2 separate regions of the Zea mays genome follow, and region 2 is linked to region 1. The links are chromatin contacts, called in public Hi-C maps. All regions are on one chromosome and are shown on one strand. The core of a region is the stretch at or near the end of the contact, and the rest is flanking DNA. Distances in the headings are between cores, read along the strand shown.

Region 1 (3,261 bases), core at 341-2,840:
GATGGAGGTTCGCCAAATATTGACTCCATTTCCTACGATCACAATAATTGAGATAATTCGGAACAAATATTCCTTTCAACACACAATAACAAATATTTAAACACACATTCATGCAACATTGCACAGGACAAATCTACAAACAAATGTTTACTTGTTTAGCTTTTTCTGGATATTGCATTATAATGCAGCAGCTGCAAGGGTGTAAACTTAAGTGACAATTCATAGTTTCAAACTCATGATCACAACTTGTAAAGTAAAAGGGGGCATGACTTTAGAATTGTGAACACCAGTCTGATCTCTCTATTTGGCATTGTGGTAGTTTTACATGTGTTTCTACTCACGAATATAATAGTGCGTAACTTTTGGTTGTCAACATCAAGAATCACACATATGTTGTTCTAATAGAGGCATCAAACAAACATACTTGGGACATCATCAGAAGCCATTGTAAACTGTCAGGTAATGTTATAACTTTAATTGAAATCGTCATACAGCTACATATCTGGAACCTGGAGTACTGAACCTACCACTGTATTCAGTTTCATTAAGTTTGTAGAATGTGCCAATGTACATGACATGTCTCATACTTAGTTAAGTAAGTGAAGGCAAGATAGTTGCACAAAATGACAATATCCAAAAGAAAGTCAAATGCTTAACCTTATTAAGGTCCGCTATCATATCAGAAGGAATCCCAGTAGAAAAGCATCTCCAACCATTTGATCTTGCTACTATTGGGAGAAAGGATCGGAGGATGGACATCTTAAGCGCACCAAAGTGTTGCTATGGTTCTGCAACAAGGAAACATAGAGAAGTTTTACAACATGCTTACTTTGTATATAAACGGCAATTCTATGCCACAGGATGGCAGGACCCTACTCATCTGAACAAGCAACATAATTTTCTGTTTAAATAGACTAGCACACAATGTTTTCAGATCGGCTGATCGCTCCTGAATCCTGATCGCCAGAGGGGCGATCAGCCGACTAATCAGGATTAGTCGACGACCAGCCCGATTAACCGGGCTCTGATCGGTCAATCAGACATCCTGATCGTCCAGGGCTATAGGAACCGATCAACCTTCATATATATAACTACACGCCCATGGACATGGCTTCAGGTTCAGGCTTTCAACAAGGCAAACAGTCATACGTGATACGCCCATGGACATGGGCAGGGCAGCAACAGGCCAACAGCCATAGTGCCATACTACAACATGAAGCAAATAATCACTGGAAGGTTTCAGGCTTTCAGCATCTAAGTAAAACTGAAAACCAACAAACATGGACATGGGCAGCAACAGGCCAACAGCCATACGCCCATACCTACAGGCTACAGTACAACAGCACCAGAAAACAGGGACAAGCTCTGAATCTGGATTCTGGAGACTGGAGACCGTACCTGCAGGCCGGCTGCTGGCGCCGCCGCGCGGGGGATGGAGGAGGGACCGAGGGGGACGATGCCGCCGTATCCCCCGTCACCGGTAGCGCGCCGCTGTCACCTGCACAGTGTTCCGCTAGGGTTCCTCCCAGCTGGTTGCCTGGTTCGTGTAGTGTGTGCCTGGGGCCTGGGCGTTGCTCTGTTGGCTCTGGTTGTGCAGCTTCTGCTCACGTGGTAGGAATCGGGAAAAAGGAAGCTGGGCTGGGCCGCTGGGCAAGTGAAGTGGGCCACTGCACCGAAATTTCAATCCAGCCAGGCAGGCTGATCGTTACTAAACTAATCGGACGCCCTGATCTCGTCCCGATTGATCGGCTCTAGAGTTACGATCAGTCGATTAATTGCTGATTAATTGCGACTAATCGGACGTTCTGAAAACACTGCTAGCACATGTTACAAACAAATTCCATCTACCAATTTTCAGAAATAATCTAGGCATCTAGCAGAGTCTGCCTACTTTTAATCAAGATACTTCATCATCCGTTTTTCTAGAACATAGCAAAACACTTTGTCACATTTTGATTCAAAAACAAGGCAAGTCATCCATTTATAATTGAATCTGAACATAACTCTATCTATCACACAACTTCATCTAAACTCCCTTAGTACACAAATCATCACAAGTAACGGATATGAGCACCAACCAAAAAAAAAACAGTAAAGCTAAACAGTAAAATCTAGTGTGGGCGTAAAACAAATCACCTGATTGATGTATAGACAGATTAAAAATACTCTTGGCATTAGATTGAAGGGCACACCAAATCACATATCGTATGATTGGTTCCCTGCATCTGCCAAGTATCTGCAGCCGCGGATACTTAAAGCATCTCTTGTTTGGTTTGTTGCATGGACCAACCAGATTCTAGACATGCAAAACTTAGCTCCCAGCCAGGCTCTCTCGGTGCTCGCGTGAGGAGCATCGCTGCAGGTGCAGGCTGAGTCCATGCATATGTGAGTCTGAACACACATTTCTGTATAAATCTAAACAGCTAACCAAACAAGAGTCTCTTGTATATGTTTAGCCTGTTTAGTTGGAGCCTGGTTCTTCTTGTACATGCTCATGTGGTCATGCTCTACGTATCCGTGAACCAAACATATGGATAGGAGATCTAGGGGTCTACGGATGAGTGGCTCCCGAGGCGATTTATGCATCTCAGCCTTATTCCAGATCAATCACCTGCCGCTGCATAAGTGGATGCAAGTAATAATATCATTCCGTGTGTTTGGTTCCTTGGCTAGGCAAAGCCTGGTTCATAAGCTCATGCAGGCCAAGCCAAGCCTGTATAAGTGGATGCAAGTAATAATTTGTGTGGTTGTTTGGTTGACTGTACGTAACTAGACAGGATTTAGCGGGCACGTGTTTGGTGGACACATGTATAATTGAATGCAAGTAATATAGGACACACTTGTACGTGCTACTGGCTATACCTTAGGTAGTAGAAATACAAATAATATCAAAGAACAGACCTTTGCCATACTATCAAATTACAAATCTTTGTAACAACATAAAATTCCGGCTACTATCAAATTACAGATCTTTGCCATACTATCAAATTACAGATTTTTGTAACAACATAAAATTCCAGCTACTATCAAATTTTGTACAGAATTATATAGGAATATTATCAGCTAATATCAGCTTTGTCATACTAAGCTACTATCAGCTACTATCAAGCTACTCACTGCAGTGTACAAATTATGAAACCAAATTATACAAGTCTGAAAAATTCTAGTTTGACAGAGATAGTAGTAACAGCTACTACAGTACTAACAGTTTGACATAGATAGTAGTAACAGCTGCAGTGTACACAATTTACACTTGTTTCT
Region 2 (3,261 bases), core at 466-2,965, 250 kb after region 1:
CTAAGTGTACATACAGAACAGAAGTATATGTGTATATTTGGGCCGGGTCTGATGGGCCGGCCCGAAGCACGGAAAAAAGCACGGCACGACACAACACGAAATATTTTAGTGCCGGGCCGGCACGGTCCGATATATCGGACCGGGTTTGAGCCGAGGTCGCGGCCCATGGGCGGACACGAGCACAACCCGTTTAAGGCAGGCACGAAATGACCCATATAGAGGCACGAAAAGGCCCATATATTTATTAAAATCACACTTCATTCCATAATTTCATGTACTTGATAAAGAACACAAAGCTATAGATAATATTAGTTACATGTTTTTTGTAGCTTTGAAATAGAGTATGTGATGTAATTTTATTTTTGTTATGAACATTAGATAATAAACTGAACTTACGAACTTTATATAGAGCTGATTATACTCTTTTTCTTTCTAACAAAAATGATTTATAAACGAGGTAGTCATTGCATAGCCCTAGTAACTTAATACAAATATTAAGTTTGTTTTTGATCAAATTTATTTGTCTTATCTTTTATTTGTTTTATTAAATTTGTTTTGAATTTCGGGCTCTGACGTGAATTTTGGGCTTTCGGGCCAAAAATTGAATTTCGGGCCCTAATATTAATTTCGGTCTTTTATAATTTCGGGCCGCCTAAAATAAGCCCTACACGTTTAAGCAATTACGGGTCGAGCCGTGGACCGGCCCGACACGGCCCAAAATTCAAACGTGCCGAGCCGACACGAAATTTCAAAGAATGCGGGCCTTTTGGGCTTGGACCGGGCCGAGCAGCCCGAATGTACATCTATAAACAGAAGTGCGTGGATGTCGGCTTGCAAGGTGCGGCAGCGTGTCCATTCGACCGGCATTCGCCTTTCATTGGCATGCATGCATCTCTGTACAAGTATTTCTGTAGCACAAAACCGACTGCGCCCTACAACACGGTAGGCAGCAGAACTGCGCGCTCAAACGGTCAAACCTCAAAGAGAAGAGAAAAAAAAAGTGGTAACGAAAGAAGAAGAAGAAAAAAAAAATAAAGCGAAGGAGCAGATTAGAGAAATGGAGAGGCGGAGGAAACAAAGCGAGAGAATCGACACTTGACGAGAACTCGCCACGGACGCACACTCGGGATCAGCTAGCACTTGTTGTGGATGGGGTCGGAGCCTCTGCGGACGCGGCGCTTGCTCATCCTATCGGGGTCGAACACGGCCGACGGAGGAGGGGAATACGAGGCGCCGCCGGCAACCGCGGGCGCCTTCCAGCTGGCGGACGCGTCGTCGAGCCTGCTGGCCCTGGCGCTGCTTGCGGCGGCGGCGGCGGCGGCAGCGTCATCGTCGCTCGCCGCCTTCCTTGTTGGCTGCTCGGCTGCCGCCGGTGGCGACGAGGCGCCCCGCCGGTTGCTCGTCTGGTCGGCGAGAGTGGCCGCCGGGACTCTGACGGCAGAGATCTCGGGGGTGCAGCTTAGGAGAGCAGCAAGGACAAGAGCTGGCAGCGTGAGGGCGAGGGCTCTCATTCTCTCCTCCCTCTCTCGCGCTCCCTTGCGACCAACGATGGACGGATGGAGGTGGATGCCGCCGCGCGCTGCCGACGTGACGTGACGTGCCTATCGCACCACGAAGCTTATTATGATTAGCTTTGCGGCAGGGGTAGCGTGCGGGCAGCCGAAGCTTCGACGGCCATGTCTGTTGCCTGTTGGTTTGCAATGCCGGCCGGCTTGCATTGTGCGCCTTTGTTCCGGCGGTAGATATAGGGGGGGCCACCCCCTCTGTCCCTCTCTCTCGTCTAGCACGCATCTGTATCAGAGAGACAGACGGGTGAGGCTGTGAGTGAGATCTCGCGGTGGTCCAAAAGCAAAAGGAGACAAAGAGAGGGGAGGGCCGGAGGGGGCAACACCCAACAAGGCAATACGTCACTTTTTGCATACCTGAGGTGGTGAGCTTGCTATGCCTATGTTACTATGTATCAATGTATGTAGATAAATCCATGGGGTGGCCGGGCGGGCTAGCTTGCGACGTAGTGGTAGTAGGCGCGCGCGCGCGCACACACACATCACTCACTCACTGGGTGACGAAGAACGTGTACGCGAAGAAAAGAAGAGACAAGAGAGTACTAGGGTAGAGTGCGTGCAGTTGTAGTTTTGTGTGCTCGTATTACAGTGGCCTTGTCCACTGCCGAATTTTTTGTATTTTAGCCTCTAAACTGAAGTAAAATCACGTTTAAACCTAAAAAAATTTTAAATACAGTTTTGGACCCTTAGCTCGGCGCCATAGGCCGTGGCGCCGAGCTGCGCCGAGCTGTGACGTGGCCGCAACGGCTAGTTGCGTCTAGGGCTTACCTGGCTCTGACGTGGCGGCGGCGCGGCCTCGTAGCTCGGCGCCACAGATCTTGGCGCCGAGCTACGAATTCCTATAAAAACGCCCGCGCGGCTGGCCGAGAGCAGCTCATTTCGTCCCATTTCCAAACTTCGTCAAAATTTCCTGGATTCAAAGATTTGAGTTGGTTCACTTCGTAGGCCAAGGTATGATTTCCAACTGATTCGTTTTGTATATTGGGTTGTTAGTTAAATAATTTGTATACACCTATTATATTATCATTTCGAATATTAGTTTGTGTAGACTTATTATAAAGCATAATAGGTACAAGTGATAATTATAATCGTTTATTAGATGAAAGACATGTACCGAGAGGCGTTGTGGCAGAAGAGAGGTCGTCCTCGGGAGTTATATCCGGACGTATCTAGTAAGGATGCTCCTGTTCCTCCTGAACTCCCCGTGCCTAACTGTGACTGTGGCAGACTAGCTTGGGTACATCAATCACAACATCCAGACACGGCTGCTCGCTGCTACTACCTTTGTGGCACTTTGGACGTACGTAGCTTATGACTTGTCACTTAACTTTGTTCGCATTCATTTTTTTGTAGATATGTAATAGTGCATCTTTCCATTATTTTAGGGACATCAGAAGTGTTTCTTTTTCCAGTGGATCGATGGTCCTGATAAATTTGACCCTCGATATCTTCTTTTCGTTAATTGGTTGAGTGGAAAGACCAGTCATGAGCGTTTTAAGCGTTGGGTACCTCCTCCCCCGAATCCTCCACCAATGACGGATGCGGAGAAGGAGGTAGCAACAGAAAGACGGATGGACTCACCGCCTCGATGCAATTGTGGAGACCGTGCTGTCATCGACGAAGACTATGACAAGCAGTTCTGTTGTCCGAACATTGATTATGTGAGCCCATTGATACGCTAAATGTATGAACTAGT

What was found. Hi-C and Micro-C count contacts between places; a contact is called where the count stands out from the background.
Region 2: a contact with region 1 is called in a Hi-C map of bundle sheath, with 2.3 times the contacts expected there. The contact joins the promoter of LOC100275876 here to the promoter of LOC100282527 in region 1. A contact is called at or near these places in 6 of 25 Hi-C or Micro-C datasets (bundle sheath, endosperm, leaf and 2 more).

The regions. Positions count from the first base shown.
Region 1 is chr2:43,693,839-43,697,099 of Zm-B73-REFERENCE-NAM-5.0, forward strand. It overlaps LOC100282527 (molybdopterin biosynthesis CNX3 protein), which reads right to left and starts at 1,591. Exons shown (of 3, transcript NM_001155435.2): 1 at 1,399-1,591; 2 at 658-788; 3 at 1-32. The coding sequence starts at 759.
Region 2 is chr2:43,939,689-43,942,949 of Zm-B73-REFERENCE-NAM-5.0, forward strand. It overlaps LOC100275876, which reads right to left and starts at 1,716. Exons shown (of 1, transcript NM_001149841.2): 1 at 830-1,716. The coding sequence starts at 1,511. The coding sequence ends at 1,134.